Linked DNA regions of Danio rerio: regions 1 and 2 are each linked to region 3. Evidence: chromatin contacts called from public Hi-C and Micro-C data. All regions are on one chromosome and are shown on one strand. The core of a region is the stretch at or near the end of the contact, and the rest is flanking DNA. Distances in the headings are between cores, read along the strand shown.

Evidence for each region. Hi-C and Micro-C count contacts between places; a contact is called where the count stands out from the background.
Region 1: a Micro-C map of caudal fin shows a contact between it and region 3, with 10 times the contacts expected there. The contact joins the promoter of capza1b here to the promoter of rhocb in region 3. A contact is called at or near these places in 3 of 18 Hi-C or Micro-C datasets (caudal fin, hematopoietic stem cells and an unstated tissue) and 1 of 4 datasets of contacts at active chromatin or transcription factors (embryo).
Region 2: a contact with region 3 is called in a Hi-C map of hematopoietic stem cells, with 2.0 times the contacts expected there. The contact joins the promoter of mov10b.1 here to the promoter of rhocb in region 3. A contact is called at or near these places in 3 of 18 Hi-C or Micro-C datasets (caudal fin, hematopoietic stem cells and an unstated tissue).

What each region holds. Positions count from the first base shown.
Region 1 is chr8:29,744,679-29,747,378 of GRCz12tu, reverse strand. capza1b (capping actin protein of muscle Z-line subunit alpha 1b) reads right to left here and starts at 1,362. Exons shown (of 10, transcript NM_001006663.1): 1 at 1,252-1,362. The coding sequence starts at 1,290. It also overlaps a transcript of mov10b.1 not described here.
Region 2 is chr8:29,623,426-29,626,353 of GRCz12tu, reverse strand. mov10b.1 (Mov10 RNA helicase b, tandem duplicate 1) reads left to right here and starts at 1,287. Exons shown (of 22, transcript NM_001044342.2): 1 at 1,287-1,461; 2 at 1,982-2,081. The coding sequence starts at 1,313.
Region 3 is chr8:29,491,743-29,494,509 of GRCz12tu, reverse strand. It overlaps rhocb (ras homolog family member Cb), which reads right to left and starts at 1,486. Exons shown (of 5, transcript NM_001002445.1): 1 at 1,426-1,486.

The DNA.
Region 1 (2,700 bases), core at 113-2,612, 250 kb before region 3:
CTAGAAACATCTGCCTCAAACCAAAAGCTTATTGCTGATGTCAAAATATACTCTTAAACTAAAACAAAAATCAAATCAAATAAAATAAAATGTTACTAATGTAATATTTTACAGCAAAACAAACAACTGTACAAACATACAGGTATGTAAACATGAGGTGAGCAAATTATTTGAACTTTAGCGGTGAACTGTCTATTCACAGCATAATGAAATGACAAGCACACAATCATAAAGTAGATTTAGGACCAACACATTTAACAAAGAGAAAGAGACTAACATAAAGGGAAGCATCTGTCTAATTAGCATCTAATGCACTGTCAGGGGAAGTCAGCCAAGTTATATAACTCTGACAGCATGCAGAAAATGACCACAAGTCAGGTAATTAAAAGGAAGAAAGCGTGAGGTAGAAGCAGCTTTCAGAGGAGGGACTGAACAAGAAAGACAGCACAAATAAATAAATCAGTCACTATTGGTTTAAATTTAAGAGTCCTGTCAGAGTGACCACAATACAGTTTTGGGCACCATTGACTTTATTGATAAAAGACGCAATTAAAGGTTAACCACGACACTAAATTCATTTTTAGTTCACCACAGAAAGCAAGGCAGAAAGGTTTAAAACAACATGATCGTGCGCAGTGAACATATAAACCGAATTGTCATTTGCATGTGAACTATCGCTTTAAAACCGCAGAGATTGCAGACTTCCAGCCCAAAACAGAGCCGCTCCTGCGGTCGTAACTTCATCCGGCCGAGGCTTTCGGCTCAGATGGCTGTCGTGTCAGGCGGATCTGGCATCTGCAGCCCCACACATGTGTAACTCTACCGGAGCACGGCCCGTATAAGCGCGTCGGCTGAGAGGCTCGGTTCGAAGTGGGTGGATCTGCTTGGATCTATTTCTGAACTCCCTCTGACAGCTAACAAGCTAACAGCTGACGCTCACAACACTGACACCAAATAACAACACGGCCATTCTGGCTCCAACAAAGCTAGCAGAACTTCGAGCCTTTCTAAACGCTGCTTATCGTTCGTGTATTGCTGTTGTTTAAGTGTCATGCCTTGTGTTTTACGTGAGTGCAAAGCTGCGATTTCACTTCCTCACAGATTAGCACACAGCTAACCGGCTAGACAGCCTCGCGCTCCTTCCGGGAAGCAGTCTTGCATCCCTCGAGACGCGAAGAGCTGCAATATAAGGACTTACGAGCACATATATTTGAGCGGTTTGTGTAAGTTAACTTAATGCTTTATTTTTACCTTCTCCTCGTCTGAAAGCGGCTCCTCAAAGTCGGTCATCTTGGCTGTGGCGGAGCCTCACGCCGCGGCGCATGCTGGGTAGCGCGCGCTGTCACGCTCGTGACCATAATAGGGCAAAACGGAGTGCGAGCCACCGCCTCGCTCGGCTCGCTCCCGCCTCCACCGCTCACTCAGTCTGACAGACAGATACGGAAGACTTCGAGCCGCATTTATTGTTTTTTATTTTCATTCATAATAGTGACTTGAGCATTTGGGATTAAACTCATAAGGAGATGCAATGAGTGTTGCAGTGGTTCTTTCTGGAGTTTTTGTTTTATACCAGTAGGTGGCGACAAGTGAGCGTGTTTTTGTCATTGAATCATTCACTCAGCGATTCTTATAAAGGTGTCTGAGTCATTTAGATAAACTACCCGATATGATTATTAGATAGTCATGCAAGAGAATTGTTTTAATTTTTATATCATTATAAATAATGATTTTTAAGTAATCAATCAATATGCACAGAGCATCAATGTAGTTTTATTATCCTTTGATTGAATATTAATGGGTCTAAAATATTTAGGAAAAATATTTAGTTTCTGTTTCCAAGTGCTGGGTTGTGGCTGGAATGACATCCACTGTGTAAAAAAGCATTTGCCAAAATAGTTGGCAGTTCATTCTGCTGTGGCGACCCCTGTTAATTAAGGGACTAAGCTAAAGAAAAAAAAAAAAGAATTAATATAATTTTTATTAAGTTACATTCTTATTCTTAAGTTTAAAATTATTGAATTCGATTTCTATTAACAAATTATCCAATATTTAATAATTTTTGTATTTTACAAGCAGTATACCTATTTTAGTATATTTGAATTTATTTGTTTATTTTATACTAATTTGTTTAATCTTATTCTTAAAATGTGTTATCTTATGATTTAATTAAAAGTAAAGTAATATCTTTATTACTCCTCGTTTGGGTTTCCTCTGGGTGCTCCGGTTTTTCACCACAGAATTGAATAATCTAAATTGGCCGTAGTGTGAATGAGTGTGTATGGCTGTTTCTCAGTACTGGGTTGCAGCGGAAGGGCATCTGCTGTGTAAAACATATGCTGGATAGGTTGGCAGTTCATTCCGTTGTGGCGACCACTGATGAATAAAGGGACTGAGTCAAAAAGAAAATGAATGAATGAAGTTTCAAACAATTAAATTATTGATTATTTAATAAATTTTGTATTTTACAGTTGTAACTATAATTTTGGCGATGCAGTGGCGCACTAGGTAGTGCTGCAGTAGGTAGCGCCTCACAGCAAGAAGGTCGCTGGGTTGCTGGTTTGAACCTTGGCTTCGTTGGCATTTCTGTGTGGAGTTTGCATGTTCTCCCTGCGTTTGCGTGGGTTTCCTCCGGGTGCTCTGGTTTCCCCCACAGTCCAAAGACATGCTGTACAAGTGAATTGGGTAGGCTAAATTGTGTGT
Region 2 (2,928 bases), core at 38-2,537, 130 kb before region 3:
TTCTTCATGTGGATTTACAGTACATGATGCTGCCAAATAGTCAGACCATATATATCTGAGGGAAATGTGCATAAAACACAAACATATATATGTATGTACATATATGTATGTGTCCATTGTACAATTGCTAACACCACAAATCCCCACCCCGCAGGTTCTCAACTTTGTTGCTCAGTCTCTTATAAATCACTCGAGAAACTGGGACACTCCTCAGTAGCCTACAAATCATGGTTTCATCTAAAACTCTCTTTAAAACTAATTTAAAGAAAGAAAAATAAACACACATTCCTAAACTCCCACCTACACCATTTTTACATTTTTGGGGTGAACTTTGCCAACACTTGGTCAGGAACCATCTCAGCTTGCATCATAAAGGTTGCATCCAGATACTATAGCTTTTTTCCAGAGCCATTTCAGATTTTTTAACAACTGTACATTTTTAAAGAGCCATTGGGGGTGTGTATATAACAAAACCTTTATTTAATAATAAATAAAAAAACTTTATTTATGTTCTTGTACAGCTAAAATAAATAAATAAATAAAAATAAATAAATAAATAACTCATCACAATGTATGAACAAAGAAAATTTGTAGATTTTTTTTTTCTTTTTGCCATCGCCACTAATAAATGTTGTTTGATTTTTCACATGCGAGGTTACCATAGAAATGTAAGTTGCTTGCCCTTTGATGTCACGATTTAAGCAATTAAGAGCAGAATCACTTTGATTGAACGTGATTCTAAGCTCTTTAATTTTCATTGGTTAAAATGTATTTTATTGTAAACTGAGTTCTTATTCGTTTTGCAGTAGAAAATAAAATAAAAAGGGAATTGTTATTGTATTTCCAATAGGAAACTGACTTTCTGATGACAGTTATAATTTTTTTAAACTTTAAAATATTATTGAAGAGAGACAGCTGGAGAGCCACATACCTATTTTTGGTCAAAGAGTCACATGAGGTTCCCGAGCCTGCTTCTAACCTACAGAGAGCGCACTTGCCGCTCCGAGCACTTATTATTAGAACATTATAAATCATAATGATGCGGGGTTTTTGCATGTAAACTTTTTTATTTTTGACCACTAGTGCTTTGTACATGATCGACATGATTCTCTTTTACCAACAGATGTAAACGAAGTGTTTACCTTGTTGCGTTTTCAATGTAGAGGGATTTTACAGCGTTCGACCTTAGGTTTCGTTTCCTCCCTTCCTTTCACTTCCGACGAAACATCTGCGCTTCTTTCAAATAGTGTTGCTCATAGCTGTCCACATATCTGTAGGCTACATCACCACAAAACAACGCTTTCAAAGAACCATGAGCAGAAAATACAGGAAAAAACTCTCTAGAGATGATATTCGCGCCGTTGGCTTTGACTTTATAGAATTTCTGGATGACAGAGAGACGAGATCCACTACAGATAGAAACACTCTCAAGGAGATCTACAATGAGCAATTCCGAGACAGGTAAACAGCTGTTATTATTATTATTAATAATAATAATAATAATAATAATAATAATAACGTGATGTGAATGCATGTTAAATAGAACACTATGGTATTTACAAGAAAATAATAGTTTAAACAGATTATGACGAGTTCAGATGCAAAAAACTAAATGCTAATTTTCTCCTAAAATGAGCACTATTCTCAGCTTTCTACATCCGTCTTTAGTTTTTTCACTTTAAAGTTAATTAAAATAACATATTCATCACTTTAAAGGTAAAATTACTGATCAAGAGAAGTAAATGCTAATTTTAAAAGAAAATGTCAACTTTTTTGGTTTTTGCATCTAAACTCTTCATAATATAACTATAAACTCAAATATTTAATTATGTAAATTTACATTTTCAATAAAACGACAAAAGTTTGTGTGATAAAAAAAAATGGAAATTAATAGAGGATACAGATTTTATGATTTATTGTGAAACAACTTAGTTCTGTTTCTCTTTTTCTTTTTTTTTTTTTTTCTTTTTTTTGTCAACAGGGATGGAGTCAGAGATCCAAACTTCTCTTCAGTTCTCTTTGCTTTGACACGTTCCAGCAGAACTCGAGTCACCAGATCAGAAGTTTTCTTTGACAAAAAAGTAGGAAATTTTTATTTACACCTGGCTGACAGTCTGCATTGTATTGTTGAGGCCTATTCAGTATGTTTTCTGCATTGTCAGGGTGAATCTGCATGTGGGCTTTGGTAAAATGGAGTATATGTGGCACACACCCATAAACACGTAGTCTGGACTTGATTGCTGTTAGGGGTTTATAAAGTTGTTTAATTGTATTTAATTATAAGATTACTGAAATATTTTTTGCAATAATACTGTAAGGTTTATGGCTTATGCATAGAAACGAATGTGAACATCGAAGAGTATACTTTCATTTTCATTATACTGAAACCGTGAATCTGATTAAATTGGTGCTTTCTTGAGCTAATGATACTCATTTTATCAGATGGACATTGACACTGAAGTGTCAGTACTGACCCTTGACATGCAGCAGTTATGCAACTGTTTGAGTTGTCAGGTTCTTGCATTGCTTGTTTGGTGATTAATCTTTCAGGTTATTAATCCCACAGCTTACTATAAATTCATACCTGCATTGCTTTGTGTGACATCAAATTAATTTAGTCTTTATGGCTGTGATGTCTCAATTTCATAATAACATGATTTCAGATTTTTATGTATTAATTCCATGATAACTGTCATGTGCTACGATGCACTGTATTGAAATCAGTGTTGTAAAGTAACAAAGTACAAATACTCAAACTACTGTAATTGAGTAGTTTTTCTCAGGAATTGTAATTTACTTAGTAGTTTTAAAATGTGTACTTTTACTTTCCCTTAAGTACATTTTTAATGGAGTATTGGTACTTTTACTTCACCACTTTTCTTCAACCTGCAGTCAGTACATTATTTTTTCTTGTCTATGGGGATTAGA
Region 3 (2,767 bases), core at 237-2,736:
TAATTAAAGATATTCAACTCATTGGTGAACCATCCATTTAAAACTGAAGAAAACAAGGCTGTGAGTGACTAGGCATGGAACCATAACCATTTTCAAGATATACCACGGTTTGGAAAAGTCAAGGTTTTAAAACCGCCCAATTTTCTGCTATACTTTTCCTAACGACATGAACTTGTTTACTTCTCCAATTTTTTTTTTAAATTGTTTCTCAAAATAAAATGTTTTGTACAAAGGGGAAAAAATTTTGTTTTTTACTCAGAAAATTAAAAATAATATATTTTAGAGCAGTAATCACAATAACATGAAACCATGATATTTATATCCAAGGTTATCATACCGTCAGAATCTTTTACCGGCCCAGGCCTATAAAGTCAATCATTATAAATAACTGCAAGCACTATATAAATATGTTCTAGATCTTATTACATAATCTCTCTGAAACTAAGTTCACACTTCTAAAAAAATGTGAGAAATTATCACGATTTTTACTAGTCGGAATCTTGTAACGTTAGTTATGGTCATTAATCAAAATATGACCTGAATGCAACTTATCTAAAAGCATGTCATGTGACACCAACATGGCGGCGTTCAACAGGGAGACGTGATCAAATGTAACGTAAGCATAAATATGCTTTAAAAAATAAATTAGGAAGAGTATATAATTCAACTTAGGTAAGTGCATATTTCAGTATTTCCTCAAAGGTATCTGTAAGCAGCCATTAGAAAAAAATGTGGCAATTTGAATAGTCCCTTCAAGAAAATGATTTAATCATTTAAATTAGGCACCACGTCACTGACATTTTTTAAAAGTTTAGGATGAACGCATAGTGCACACATTTGTAAGTTAGCCTGATATCATTCATCACACACTTTGTGCTGCAAAGTTCAAAAACAGACTGAAAGTTAACGTAAGTTGTTTTGTTTCAAGGCGCGGTCTTTCATCCTCAAGTTTTACTAATGAATGAACGGTATCGCATGTGTTCATAGCCAAGTCTATGGTTATGTTGATATTTCTGAACTAATTTATAACCTAATAATGTTTAACAACAACGGTGTGGGGTGTTCAACAGGGGTGTTGTCTCACTCCAAGCCAAATCCATCTGAATCTAGAGCTGTGGCCAAAAACAAACACTGCCCTACCAAGCAGCGCTTGAAAACAGGTGGTGACCGCCACGAAACACACAGCAACTTCAGCGACGCTTTTGAGTCCTCTTAGATCACAATTAAAACAGGTCTGTATTCGCTTTCTGCGCTTTTAAAGAAACCCGTCAAGTTGTTGATCTTCATAAAAGACGCTTTTCTGAAGCCAACACCTACTTCTTTGCTCTCTGCAGAAGTGTTTGGCCGTTAAAAATGCCTCTTGCTTGATCCAGTATCTAATCGGAGCTAATGCCAGCCCGCGGTGCTTTATAAATTAACTCTTACCTTGTTATCGGACAGAAGTTTCAGCGCTGAAGGTTTCGATTTTGCTTGGCGCAGTGTGTTGAAGTGTTTGCTGGCGGTGGAGGAGCGGAGCGCTGCCGTTAGATCCTCCCACAGACTCTGGACACGCGCTGCTGGAGCTGTTGTGCTCAATCGCGATTGGCTCAGAGGGCGGAGCTGCCTTCTGTGGCTCCGCCCCTAAGCCGTTAAGATAGAATGACATCATTGGCATGAAAGGCGGCAGGGGGTTGAGGTGTGGGCGAAGAGCAAGGAGGACCAGTTGATTGAGTGCCAACTGCACCATATGCAGTTCATTGGGATTCGTGAATAAAGGATTATTAAGAGTCGAATCTTCTATTTTTTTTTTCTTATGACGAGGTTCTTTTTAGTGAATTATAAACGACCAGAAACATACAGCACATTCTGTTAATTCTGATTTATGAACAAATATTATGAACTGACTCTTAATTGAATCATAAATGGTCATATGTCGTCTGATTTATGAACAAATGAATCAATAAAAAAAAAAAAGGTTTATCAATGAGTTCTTATGGAAAAGACAGAAAATGATCATGAAAAATAAGACATGATTCACAAAGAAATGACTCTTATAAACTGGTTCTCTTTAGTGAATCTTAAACGATCAAAAACCTGTAGCTCAATTAGTTTATTCTGATTAATTATCAAATGGCTCTTAAAAATGGACTCTTTTAATTGAATCATAAACAGTCAAATGTGTGTGATTCATGAACAAATGAATCATATTCGAATCAGTAAAGGTTTATCGATAAGCTCTTATGGAAAGGACAGAAAACAATCATAACAAGACATGATTCACAAACAAATGACTCTTAACTGATTCTTTTTAGTGAATCATAAACGATCAGGAACAAACAGCACATTCAGTTTATTCAGATTTATGAACAAATGGCTATTACGAACTGGCTCTTAATTGAATCATAAATGGCCATATGTGGTCTGATTCATTCATTCAGTCATTCATTTTCTTTTTTTGGCTTAGTCCCTTTATTAATCCGGGGTCGTGACAGCGGAATGAACTGCCAACTTATACAGCACATGTTTTACACAACGGATGCCCTTCCAGCTCCAACTGACCCAGCTGAGGCTCAAACCAGAGACCTTCTTGCTGTGAGGCGACAGCACTACCTACTCCACCGCGCCACCCTGGTCTGATTTATTAAACAAATGAATCAATCAAATCAGAAAAGGTTAATCAATAAGTTTGTATGGAAAGGACAGAAATCGATCATGAAAATTAAGACATGATTTACATACAAATGACTCTTATGAACTGGTTCTTTTTAGTGAATCATAAACGATCATA